Regions from separate parts of the Sus scrofa genome. Here region 2 is linked to region 1. Evidence: chromatin contacts called from public HiChIP or PLAC-seq data. All regions are on one chromosome and are shown on one strand. Each heading gives the region's core, a stretch centred on a gene start, on an enhancer-like site or on the middle of the called end of the contact. The rest is flanking DNA. Distances are from core to core; before and after follow the strand shown.

Region 1 (6,700 bases), core at 2,675-5,174:
CCTAGCCTGGGCACTTCTATAAGCCACAGGTGCAGCCCTAAAGAAATAACAACACATGGCATAGTGGAAATGAATCTGACTAGGAACCATGAGGTTTCGGGTTCAATTCCTGGCCTCGCTCAGTGGGTTAAGGATCCAGTGTTGCCATGAGCTGTGATGTAGGTTGCAGACGCAGCTCAGATCTGGTATTGCTATGGCTGTGGCATAGGCTGGTGGCTACAGCTCTGATTAGACCCCAAGGCTGGGAACCTCCATATGCCATGGGTGTGGCCCTAAAAAGGCAAAAACACTATATCACACACACACACATGGGAGAAGGTCTGGATTAAAACAGTGTTAAGAGGGACTGTTTTGGGATTGTGAGAATATGTCTAATTTTTTTCCTACTTTCTATTTTTCTGTCTTTCCTAACTTCATAGAGTGAGCATGTGTCAGTTTTATAATTAGACATTTGTTTTCAAAACTAAAAGAATCAGTTGCTATGTTCACAGCCCAGCTCACTGTTGGCAATAATGTAAGAGTCAGTGTGAGCTGCTGTGTGGCAGGGTATCAGCCCACTATGCTCATGCAGCTGGCCCTTGGGAACCCAAGGAGAAGATTCAATGCACCCCCTGCCACCCCATCCTATAAATGATGCTCTGAGTCTCGGTCCAGAGATGGCATGGGGCAAGGTGAGAGCAGCAGCCCCTGGAACATGGGTGCAATGATAAGACGCGGAGCAGCTGTGGAAAGGCTGGCCAGTACCGCACAAGGGGGCTGGCGTCAGACACGCCCCAACACAGACATCAAGTCAAGAGTGGCAGCCATTTGTAGCAACATGGATGGATCTAGCAATGATCATATAAAGTAAGCCAGACAGAGGAAGACAAATACCATATGCTACTGCTTATAAGTGCAATATAAAAAAACAAAAAGGACATAAATGAATTTGTTTACAAAACAGAGACAGACTCATAGACATAGAAAACAAACTTATAGTTACCAAAGGGAAAGGGGGGAGGGATAAATTAGGAGTTTGGAATATACATATACCCACTAACATCTACAAAGCCGATAACCAACAAGGACCTACTGTGCAGCACAGGGAACTACATTCAGCATCTTATAATAATCTACAAGGGAAAAGAATCTAAAAAAGAACATACATCTCTGACTCACTTTGTTAAACACATTAAATTAACATAACATTGTAAATCAACTATACTTCTATTAAAAAAAATAAAAGTCTAGAGTGGCAAACCAATCCAAAGATCATTTCTCACGGGGAGTCTGGATGCCATAAATATCAGAACCAGAGCCCTGCAAACTGGGAAACTGAGAGGGTCAATGTAAAAAGAGAAGCAGAGACTGTGAAACTAAGTCACAGCATGATAAACCACTGGTATGCTGCTGCTGTTGTATCCAGAGCAATGTTTCACTGGTTAAAGGCTGAAGACCCTTCCAGGGTCCTCATTTCCTATGCATCCCTGGGACGGACCCTTATCTGGAGAGGTGACCTAAGGGGGGGGGTCACATATTCTGCCACACTGTGCTTCCTTGTGTCAGCCTATGAACCCTCACTCTGCATTGCCCAAATGTGTCTGTTTCAAACCAACTTGGCCATGGAGTCATTTTGTATTTAAGGAGGGAGCTCCCCTGAGGCCCCCAAGTCTCACACATCATTTGACAGATGAGGAAATGGAAGCTGAGAGGGAGGAAGTATCTGGCCAAGTGCACACAGCCAGTCAGCAGCACAGTCTGGGGGACGCCAAGCCTCCTCCGCTACTCCACACTGCCCTCTGGGGGTGACTGCCCTCAAGTCCTCAGCCACCCCATGACAGACCCACAGACCACAAGGCCAAGCCCTAGTTCCGCAAGGTGGAGTGAGTACAAGCCAACTATTGCCACATACAGAAAAGTATCACTTGTCCATCAGCATCTGAGGGCTCTACCAGTCTATCACCAGTGAACACAAGGCTTCTCTTCTGCCAGCCCAAACTATATTTATGTTACCTACCTCCTGTGAAATTTTATATTCCCTTGTTTGCTACCAGTTTTGTACTCTTTTCACATTCTTCCTCAAGCATACTTTGTACTCTGTCCCTGCTTAACTAGCCCACAAAGGGCAGGCACCTAGGAAAAGCACTACACTCATTCTGTCATTTGATCTTCACCACAGATCTATTGAGTTAGGTTTGTGGGGTGTTTTTTTTGTTTGTTTTTTGGGTTTTTTTATTTTTTGCCCATTTTACAGGTAAGCAAACTAAGGCCTGGAGAGTTTCAGTAACTTGTTCAAACCAAGTCATAATGAGTGAAGCTGGGGGTTCAATCCAGACGCCTGACTAGAGTCCAGTTCTCAATCGCTGCCTCTTGAGTCACACATCCAGGGATGACTGGAACATTTCCATCATGACTCACTGTCCCGACTGTGATTACAAGCTCCTGGCTTTTTCTGTGTGTTTCTGGCTTTCCCCAGCAGTCATGTCCCCCTCTTCTGTAAGCACCAGACATTAGCTTCTCCCTCTCAGCTTCCAGCTTGACGACACTAATCTGCTCCAGACAAGGACCCCAGGGAACCAATTTCATAAGAATTTTATATAATAAATCTAAGAAAGGACCAGTGAGTAACTAAGAATCTGTGTTTATCGAGTGTGTATTATATGCTAAATTCCAGGCAACAAACCCAGGTTGGAATCCTCCCAACAAACCCATGAGGTAACTATCAATGGTCACATCCCACAGATAAGAAAGCTGAGGGCAGCGCCGGGCTTGGAGCCCAGGCAATCTGACAGCAAGAGGCCACTTGCTCTATCCTGTGTTGGCAATATCCACAGGTCTGGGGTCCCCTCAGATCACAAGCCAGTGCTTCTTATTCTGTGGCAGAGGAAAGAGAAGCCCCCAGGGGGCGCTCTTGTGGCTCAGGGCTGGCTCTCTGCTAGGTTCTCAGTTCTGCAGTCAACAAACAGTCCCAAAGTTTTCAGATAAGTAACCAACCACGCCAAGAAAGCTTGGTATGACCGCATTTAGGACTGAAGAAGAATCCTGAACCGACCCTATTCATCTGCTGTTTGTTGCCTGTTTCATGTGGAAAAATTCTCACAGAAATTCCAGGTATCACAGCTGTGGCTGTAAAAAAAAAAAAAAAGAAAGAAATTCCAGAAAGACTGTACCCTTGGAGTGAGGAACTCTGCTGCCTATATCCCTGGGAGAGGACAGACACCCACAAATGCCTGCTGACCTGAAGGGCTGCAAAAATGGTGATTAGGAAGAGTGAAAATTCATAATGACATGCACCAGGATGCTTGATCCAGAGGAAGATGGGCCACATGATTAGCTCACAGGTGAGTTAAAACCCTGAAGCAACCAGTTATTTTAGTCTGCAGAGGAAAACAATACTGGGTGGTGAGTATATGCATGTGAGTTGTGGTAGCCAAGGGGGGATGGCAGGATGGCAGATAAAGGGGTGCACTGGATGAATGTGAGGTGTTCCCTTCACTTTAAAATTGGTTCTAACTGGCTCTCCTGGAAGACAAACAGTAAGGGAGTCAGCATCTCTCATCCCACTAGCCTCCCCCGATAAGCCCTGTGGTCTTATACACATCACCTGCCTCTTGGACAACAGTTCCTTTCAGTAAAACTAGGGCTCTTGACCAAATGGAAATGAATATTCATCTCACTCTAATATCTTTCCATTCTTTCTGTTTTCTAACTGACTGTGTCGCAGGATGAACTGAGAACCAAAAAGAAATTGTGTAATCAGGGAAACTCGTGAATAAACTTTCAGACCAGAGATTTTCTAGTCTATTTAAGGCTCTGCTTTTAAAAAAAAAAAAAAAAGGAGGGGGCTATTCTCTGATGGGTATTTTTGTGTGCTGCAACACACTTATTCGCTAAAACTCCGCCCCCCGTCTCAGAAGAAACTGTGCATTTCCTACTTTTATGCTGTCTATATGTTTGATTTGCACAGCTCAGCTGGTCAGAGGAGCTGAGACATCCGTTCCCCTTCAAGAATCTCTCCCGGTAAGTCACCTCTCAGCCACTCTGTCTATTACTTCGCTCGGTTTGTGTGATGAGTAAAGGCCTTTACAGGAAACCAGAGGAGACATTAGAGAAACACCAGGTGCCCATTGAACTATCTTAAAATGTAATCTTTAAGATAAGGAAAAAGTTAGAATTTAGAATGAGTTTCAGACTGTGATAACATCAAAAGATACAAAACATGATTATGAATGAAAGACTTTATAGGGAACAATGCTACCTAAAAACAAAAACAAAAACCCTCATTTTTCAGAAGAAAGATTTTCAGGGAGAGGATGATTCCCGGCCAAAACCTTGGGAAATTGTCTCCTGGTAAGAATGGTGAAGAGAACTAAAACCTCCTTCAGGGGATGCCCTCTGAACGTGTGCCCAAGATGATCTAAGTCTCATTCTTTCTTTCTTTTTTTTTTTTTTTTTGCCAAGAAGGAAGCCTGAAAATTGCCAAATTAGTATCAAATTACAAATATCAAATCAAGTTTTTCAGCACATTTCATGAGTGATTCTCTTTCTGGCTCAGAATTTGAATGTGAGATTTTTCCATGTGCTTCTCTCAGCCACCTAGTCTGAGGGACCGGGATCTCAGGACTCACCAGGATTAATCACAGAGAGTTCTCAGGCAAGCAGTGGAACTTCAAACAGACCAAGCCAATCAGTGGGTTGCGAAGGGACTGAGCTATCTATCCCAGGATGCAGGATGGGAGATGGAACGTTGGCCACTTGGCCGTTTCTGGGGTGTGTTTGGGAGCTCTCAATCATAGAAGAAACTTCAGAGAAACTGAGAATGGCAGCCTGGACTTTACAGCTAGCTGCTGGCTCCTATGACCGTCTCGAAGTCTTGGGCATCTGCCTGTTTCATTCTGACTACATCGAGGCGCCAGACTGATGGTCCCGCTTTTAGTTCTCTCACCAAGGAGTGAAAGACAGGGGACCACAGCGATGAAGAGTGCAGGCTGCCTGAGTTCAAAACCAGGTGTGGCCTCGCTATGTGTTTTTGCGGGGGCTACTCATCCTCTCTGTGCTCTGAGGGCCTTATTTGCAAAACAGGACAATAACATGACCTGCTTCGCTGGGTCACCTTGGGGATTCACTGAGTGAGTGGAAGTGAAGCTCAGAAAAGTGCTCGGCATGCAGAGTGCCCCGGGAACTGTTCATTCTTTCCAACACACGTGTGATAGTGCTCTGTGAAAGCCTACTCCAGGGAACGGCAACTTCAGAACAGACTGTAAAACAGTGTCAGATCCTGGACATTGTCATCACAGCTTCATTCACTCACGTGGTTGTGTAACAACCGATTTCATCTGCTGAGGTGACGTTCTCCACCCAGTGAGCAGAGAAGCTGGTGAGAAACCATCCCTTACTGTAAAAGTTCACTGTGTGACCCAAAAAGGGAACTTAGTAGAAATACATGTGTCAATTTTTAAAACCTTAGTTGTGTATGAGATGGTTTGCATTCGTGGTGGATCACTAAATACATTCTAGGACTTTGTAAATGGTCTCTTCTTTATTATAGGGTCTGGCAAAATGGATTATCAAACGACGAGTCCCTTCTATGACATTGATTATGGGATGTCAGAGCCCTGCCAAAAAACCAATGTGAGACAAATTGCAGCCCGGCTCCTGCCCCCACTCTACTCGTTGGTGTTCATCTTCGGGTTTGTGGGCAACTTGCTGGTTGTCCTCATCCTGATCAACTGCAAAAAGCTGAAGAGCATGACTGACATCTACCTGCTCAACCTGGCCATCTCGGACCTGCTGTTCCTCTTCACCATCCCGTTCTGGGCTCACTATGCTGCAGACCAGTGGGTCTTTGGAAATACAATGTGCCAATTTCTGACAGGGTTCTATTTCATAGGCTTCTTTTCTGGAATCTTCTTCATCATCCTCCTGACAATCGACAGGTACCTGGCTATCGTCCACGCTGTGTTCGCTTTAAAAGCCAGGACGGTCACCTTCGGGGTGGTGACGAGTGGGGTCACTTGGGTGGTAGCTATCTTTGCCTCCCTCCCAGGCATCATCTTTACCAAATCCCAAAAGGAGGGTTCTCGTTATACATGCAGCCCTCACTTTCCATCCAGTCAGTATCACTTCTGGAAGAATTTCCAAACATTAAAGATGGTCATCTTGGGGCTGGTCCTGCCACTGCTCGTCATGGTCGTCTGCTACTCGGGAATCCTCAAAACCCTGCTTCGGTGCCGCAATGAGAAGAAGAAGCACAAGGCTGTGAGGCTCATCTTCGCCATCATGATTGTCTACTTTCTCTTCTGGGCTCCCTACAACATCGTCCTTCTCCTGAGCACCTTCCAGGAATTCTTTGGCCTGAATAACTGCAGTGGGTCTAACAGGCTGGACCAAGCCATGCAGGTGACCGAGACCCTGGGGATGACACACTGCTGCATCAACCCCATCATCTACGCCTTCGTCGGGGAGAAGTTCCGAAGCTACCTCTTAGGGTTCTTCCGAAAGCACATCGTCAGACGCTTCTGCAAAGGCTGTCCAGTCTTCCAGGCAGAGGCTCCAGATCGAGTCAGCTCCGTTTACACACGGTCCACAGGGGAGCAGGAAATCTCTGTCGGCTTGTGACCTGGCTTGGTTTCTAGATGCAGACCACAGGTGGGAACAGTTCTTTTAAAGAGGAAATTACTGTCATAGAGGGTTTAAGTTTCATCTATCCGTTTGGCATCTG
Region 2 (6,700 bases), core at 2,643-5,142, 36 kb after region 1:
AACGCAGTATCCGAGCCGCGTCTGCAACCTACACCACAGCTCACGGCAACGCCCAATCGTTAACCCACTGAGCAAGGGCAGGGACCGAACCGGCAACCTCATGGTTCCTAGTCAGATTCGTTAACCACTGCGCCACAACGGGAACTCCGCCTTAGTGTTTTTAGATCCACCCCATTCCTAGAATGTTTGCTCCTCCAAGCTTGACCTTTACCTACAGTGGATTCTCAGTGATGCTACCACCTAAGTTCTACTTACGGGAGACTGAGCACTGTTTCAGGTTAGCGATGGCTGTGACATACTCTGATCCCAAATATTTTTCGTATGTTGTTTTGCCTTGGAGTTGGGCCAGACACTCCGTGTTGTCGTTGAACAGAAGGTTTTTGGTCTCAGACCGGAACAAGCAAAACTTGTCCGGGCAGTCTTTTCCGTATCTTCCAAACTGAGCCTGTGTAAGAGGGGAGACAGGGAGAGAGCAGCTGAGGAAAAGAAGAGTCTATGGACTTGGGGAGGCCAAGAACATTTCTTCTTTGCAGGCGTGGCTCCGGGAAAACCATGGGGAAAAAGGAGTGGAGTTCTGAAGTCGCTCTACCATCCTGGCCTGGGTCTTACCTGCCCCAGGTCCCCCTGCCCCTGCCCCAGCCCAGTGCCCAGGCCCCTCACCAGTTCTGAGCTCATCTCCCACCATCTTCCCTTTCTTCTTCATCTGCAGCCTCTTCTCTTAGAATTTCTTGTAGGTGACTAGGTGACAGCTGAGGGTTTTGAGATCTGCCTCCAAAGTTAACCACCTCTAGCATTCATTCCAACAGGCCAGCACTCAGAGAGGCAGTCTGCACTGGAAATCCTCTCTGCCAAGGACCAGGTCATTGCCTTGGGCAGGTCACTTAGCCTCCTGTGGCCACGGTTCCTCCTCCACGCCCAGCACTCCCACAGAGGCGAGCTCTAAGAACCAAGTACCTCCACGGAGGTAGCCCTCTTACCCACACCCGTGAGTGTGCATACTGGGGCCTCCTTAAATGCTAGTTATTGGGCCTGTTTTTACATTCTAGAAACACTGTCTTTATTTTATTTTTGTCCTTTTGCCTTTTCTAGGGCCACTCCCACGGCATATGGAGGTTCCCAGGCTAGGGGTTTAATCGGAGCTGTAGCTGCTGACCTATGCCAGAGCCACAGCAACTGGGGATCTGAGCCGCATCTTCAACCTATACCACAGCTCACGGCAATGCCGGATCCTTAACCCACTGATTGAGGCCAGGGATTGAACCCTCGACCTCATGGTTCATAGTCAGATTCGTTAACCACTGAGCCACGACAGGAACTCCTGGGACATTGTCTTTAAAGCACACCTAGAAACATGCTGTTTTAACTCAAAACTAGACGTTCTATTAGAGAATCTCAGGCTTTAAGGAAATAATAAGATTTCCTTCAACCACTTCACATGGATAGCCTTAAATCTACAGAAGCTGAGTTTGTTGTTTTTAGAGATTACAAATGCAGGAACCTTGTCTAGAACATGGTCCAGGTGGCCCAGGCTCTGGGAACATCAGCAGAGTAAACCAATCTCCACCTAGTCGTGTGAGGAAGGCTGTTGCCTCCTTGGTTTGCCTGAAGAACAACAGGAGGGTGGAGGAAGGAAAGGAGCTCCCAGCCAGGCAGTGAGCACAAGTCCAGGGCACAAGATGCAGAGCAACATCACAGTGCAGAGCTAATTTTCTCATCATCAGCTTCAAGCAGAGAGACGAGAAGGGAAAGCTGGAGATGGGCTGAGTCCCCTAGCTCTGAGACGCTCCCACCAAACAGGAGCCCACACAGGTAAGAAAGCACAGGAATTTCCGTGTGGCTCAGCAGATTAAGAGCTCTTCTAGGCTCCATGAGGATTCAGGTTTGATCCCTGGCCCCGCTCAGCGGGTTAAGGATCCAGAGTTGCCATGAGCTATGGTGCAAGGTCACAGATGCAGCTCGGATCTGGTGCTGCTGTGGCTGTGGTGCAGGCCAGTAGCTGTATCTCTAATTTGACCCCTAGCCTGGGAACTTCCATATACCATAGGTACGGCCCTAAAAAGAAAAACAAAACAAGAAAAGAAAGAAAGCACAGGAGACCCTGGTGATCCATACCTGCTCAGTGAGTAGCACCTGTTCCACCTGTGCTGCCTTTTCCTTCCGAGAGACCACAGCATGACTGGGGGCCACAGCCAGGTGACAGTTCTGAGCCTCAGTCACAGGCTTCCTGGTGCCATCAAGGCACAGCAGCTCAAAGTCATCTGACCTCAATTCCCTGGCCCACTCTTCTGTGTTCTGTCCTGGAGATAGAAAGAGGGGTGGCATCAGCCATGGCTGTGTGGCTGAATCAACACATCCTTTCTCAGTGCTGTAACCAGCCACTGGCCTCTTGAAATGCACACACTGGGGGTGCAGTGATGTGAAGGAGAGCAACTAAAGCTCCACAGATTACACCATCTTCAAACACATCGCACATCAGTGCTATAGCTTCACAATGGAATATTACTCAGCAATAAAAAGGAGTAAAGCACTGACACTTGCTACATTGTGTATTAATCTTGAAAACAGGATGCTAAGTGAAGGAAGCCAGTCACAAAAGACACATATTGTAGATTCCATTTCTGTGAAATGTCCAGAATAGGCAAATCTATGGAGACAGAAAGTGGACTGTTGTTTGCCAGCTCTGGGGGGTGGGGAAGGGACGGGTAATAGGTATATGACTTCTTGAAGAGGTTCTGTAAATGTTCTGGGACTGTGTTGGCAACCGTGCAACTCTGTGAAGGTGCTGGAGACCAGTGAATCATACACTCTGAATGGGTGGATTTTATAGTATGTAAATTATATCTCCGTAAAGCTGTTACATTGCTTTAAAAGAAAACCCTCCATGTATGAGGGTGAGTTCCCAAAGGAGTGCTGGCTTGTGTTTAAGAAGAAATTGTTTCCTTTCACATTCAAACGCTCTTAGTGTAACCAGAGGAAGGACAGGAACTTCTATGGGTTTATCAAATATGTTTAAGCCGGAGTTCCCGTTGTGGCGCAGCGGAAATGAATCCAACTAGGAACCATGAGGTTGCAGGTTCGATCCCTGGCCTTGCTCAGTGGGTTAAGGAGCTGTGGTGTAGGTCAAAGATGAGGCTAGGATCTGGGATCTGGCGTTCCTGTGGCTGTGGCATGGGCCAGCAGCTACAGCTACGATTCACCCCCGAGCCTGGGAACCTCCATATGCCTCAGGTGCGGCCCTAAAAAGACAAAAGACAATATATATGTATATATATGTTTAAGTCAATTCCAATAAAATATAGTTGTAAAGTCACAGAAAAGCTTAAAATTAAATTTGACAACCATCTGCTCCCTGGAGATCACTGAGATTCAAGGTTCCCAGATTTGCAATGTACTTGGATGCATGCATATACTTGCATGCCTGTGTGTGCAAACAGAGCTCCAAGGTCAGCCCTCCCGTTTTGCTCCTTCTGCCCTCCTCCCACCCTCTTAAGAGAATACTTCCTCCTTAGTTTTGTCTGCTTGACACTGAGACCATCCCAAATTTACATGTCTGGCCTCAAGCGCTCTCCCCAGGGACTAGAGGAGGGGCAGGAGGAAGCGGGAGGAGGGGCTGTGATTGTCACTGTCTCTGAAGAAAGGAGCGAGACAGTTCCTTCTCAGGGGAGGAAGTGGCAAGTCTTCTGCTGGGGGGTGGAGGGGAGCTGGGGGGAGCGGCTAAGAAGAGAGGTGCAGTTTGGAAGGTAGCATATTGCTACCAGTCTTGAATTTGGTAATTATTATTTTCACCTTAGATCAGAAGAGAGCGATTATTCCTCTAGTGACTGGTAGGTTTTACCTTCCTCACCGGCCTGTGATTTGGTCCTTATTAACTCCCCAAGGAGTTTCCACACTGAGGGCTCACATGTGCTGAATGATGGCTTCTACTTCCTTTTTCGAAAAGGGAAATTTTACGTGTATGTGTTAAATTTTGTTTTTTTAGTCTCATCCACCTTCAGTTTCCAATGGGCTGAGACAGGCAGATGGTGTGTTTCTGGTATGGACTAGACAAAGCCAGGGAGATATTTGCTCCTATGTATGACTGGTGTGTGTGTGTGTGTGTGTGTGTGTGTGCGCGCGCGCACCTGTCTGTCTGTCTGAGAGAGAGAGAGAAAGAGAGAGAGAGAGGTAGAGGTAAAAATTCTGCTTTGAGGAGGAAAACATTATCACCTACCATTCGTGTTGTCCAAGACAGTGACATCTTTCACAAACGCCACATCCCCAGCATTCTCAGCCAGGCACCTAAAATATTCCCGAGAATTAAAACACTGCCAGAGAAGAAAATCTCTTAGAGTTTTCATAAATACACATTCCAAAAACTGAAACATGGAAAAGATGAGGGCAAATATTTCCAAGAACTTAGAACTTATTATAAGAAATTGTTTCTTTTATGATAAATATTGAGTTTTATTGTGATTGTTTACAGTGAAATAAGACATTTTTCATACTTACCTATTATTAGCCATTTCTTTTGGTACCATTACATGACTGAATAATATAATAGGTCTTTGAAGTCTATACCATGGTTTCATTCACAGGAACACCTAAGAAATTCTTTCTTCATGGCTCACGCTCAGCAGCTCAGAATGGTTCATGATAATAATAGAAGTGAAACAGCTGCTTGTACTTGGGCAGAGTACAATATGCTGGATGCTTTACAAATATTGACTCTTTTAATCCTCAAACTAATTCTGGAGGTAGGAAATATTGTTCTCACTTTACAAGGAAGGTATTTTAAGATATATTTATTCTTCACCTTCGTAGAACTTAGGCTTTAAAATGGTAGATTGTACACATATGTGTACATTCCCTACTTCTAAAACTCCTATAAAATGACATGAATGAGTTTTTTTTTTTAAGTCATAAATTTGGAGTTCCCATCGTGGCTCAGCAGAAATGAATCTGACTACCATCCATGAGGAGGCAGGTTCTATCCCTGACCTCACTCTGTGGGTTAGGGATCTGGCGTTACTGTGGCTGTGGCGTAGGCTGGCAGCTACAGCCCTGATTTTGACCCAGGTGCAGCCCTGAAAAGACAAAAAAAAATATTTTAATAAAAAAAAAGCCATAAATCCATGAGAGAGAGGAAGGCAAAAGGGAAAAAGTTAGAATGTGTGAGCCATAATTGACCCAGCAGAGAAAAGAAAGCTGTGACATAAGTTGAGCATTGGGAGCACCTAGGAGAAAGGTAATGAGCACAGCAGAACTCCAGAAAAACTCAGCTATTGGAAAATCCAGGCACCACTGAAAGTGGCTAAGAACAGAAGGACTGGATAGAGCCGATACACATGCAGTGTACATACACATGCCCAATCCAAAGAAAACCCACATACAGAAATGCCATTGTGAAAAAAAAGAAAAAAGAAAAAAAAATACCATTGTGGAGTTTCAGAACACTAGAGATCACAAAATACATATATATTTTTTTTTTGTCCTCACCCATGGCATGCAGAAGTTCCTGGGCCAGGGATGGGGCCCACACCACAGCAGCAATCTGAGCCACTGCAGTGACAACACCAGGTCCTTAACCCACTGAGCCACAAGAGAACTCCAAAAAAAATCTTAACACTACTTTTTTTTCTTTTATTTTTTGAAATCAAAAACTTTTCAAGAAAAGTTTTCAAAGTAGTTTACATTGGATGAAATCCAAAACTCATTTTCCTAAAGAGTATTTTTTATTCATTGTTAAATCTCTGGCAATTTAGAGAGAAATGTAAAACATATGTGTCTAATCTAGTTACTCTTTACAGAATATTCTTTGTGTAGACCTATTTGTCCAAGACACTTCATAAGCCTTCTAAAGTTTAGTCTCTGAGTTAGGAAGTTAAAAATAAATGGTTAAAAACAAAAAATTGTTTTCAAGAAAAAATGTTATATACAAAGAAACAGGAATCAAAAAAAGGGGAACCAGGGAGTTCCTGCTGTGACACAACGGCATCAGCAGCTCAGTGAGTTTAAGGATCCAGCATTGCCATGAGCTACGGTGTAGGTCGCAGATGCGGCTTGAATCCGGCATGAATCCGGCATGAATCCGGCTTGAATCCGGCTGTGGTGCAGGCCGGAAGCTGTAGCTCCGATTCAACCCCTAGCCTGGGAACTTCCATATGCCTCGGGTGCAGCCCTAAAAAGACAACAAAACAAAACAAATAAAAAATACTAGCTTGTTTATTCCGCTGGATTTTGCTTCTGGCAACTTTTTTTTCCTGTGTGTTTATTTAACATGTTCTAATTACTTTTTACTGTGTCTTGCTCATTGTTATTGAAAGAGTATTTCTAAGTAGTCTTTGAGGACTAACTTCAAGACGCTATCTTCCAGACAGCTTCCTAGAGGGGCCACTAATCTGGGACCACTTTTTAATAAATGATGAGCTGATAATTTCTGGACCATCCTAGGGGACATAAGTTTGAACTACAAATCCAGACATAAGCTAGCCCACGGTTTCAATTTTTCAGGGATGGCGGGTATTTTTCTCCCTGTTTTCCTCAGCATCCATGCAGCCATGAAGCCCCCTGGGAGTGGAGTGGAAGCTACTTCTGGTTCATTCCTACCTTAAAGACATATGCAACCTCTTGAGTTCAAGCTTGTCAGAATAGGTAACTATCCTTAGGACAAAGTGGCTCCACTTAGCTTTCTGAATTCCTACTCCATTTAGATTTGTCTGAT

The links. HiChIP or PLAC-seq counts read pairs in DNA pulled down with a chosen protein or histone mark.
Region 2: a contact with region 1 is called in an H3K27ac HiChIP or PLAC-seq map of alveolar macrophages, with 5 times the contacts expected there. The contact joins the enhancer-like site here to the promoter of CCR5 in region 1. A contact is called at or near these places in 2 of 5 promoter capture datasets (fetal liver and liver), 16 of 47 Hi-C or Micro-C datasets (alveolar macrophages, blood, brain and 8 more) and 2 of 2 datasets of contacts at active chromatin or transcription factors (alveolar macrophages and skeletal muscle).

The regions. Positions count from the first base shown.
Region 1 is chr13:29,379,412-29,386,111 of Sscrofa11.1, forward strand. CCR5 (chemokine (C-C motif) receptor 5) reads left to right here and starts at 3,925. Exons shown (of 2, transcript NM_001001618.1): 1 at 3,925-3,999; 2 at 5,528-6,700. The coding sequence starts at 5,539. The coding sequence ends at 6,597.
Region 2 is chr13:29,415,534-29,422,233 of Sscrofa11.1, forward strand. LTF (lactotransferrin) reads right to left here. Exons shown (of 16, transcript NM_214362.2): 14 at 4,211-4,278; 15 at 2,113-2,297; 16 at 1-445. The coding sequence ends at 248. Among named protein-coding and RNA genes, the nearest start is that of CCRL2, 16 kb to the left of the region's middle. Within about 2 kb of position 3,893, at least 17 of the 83 cell types and tissues checked have an H3K27ac peak or open chromatin away from gene starts, as enhancers often do. A contact at or near this core is called in alveolar macrophages and liver, where this site is marked.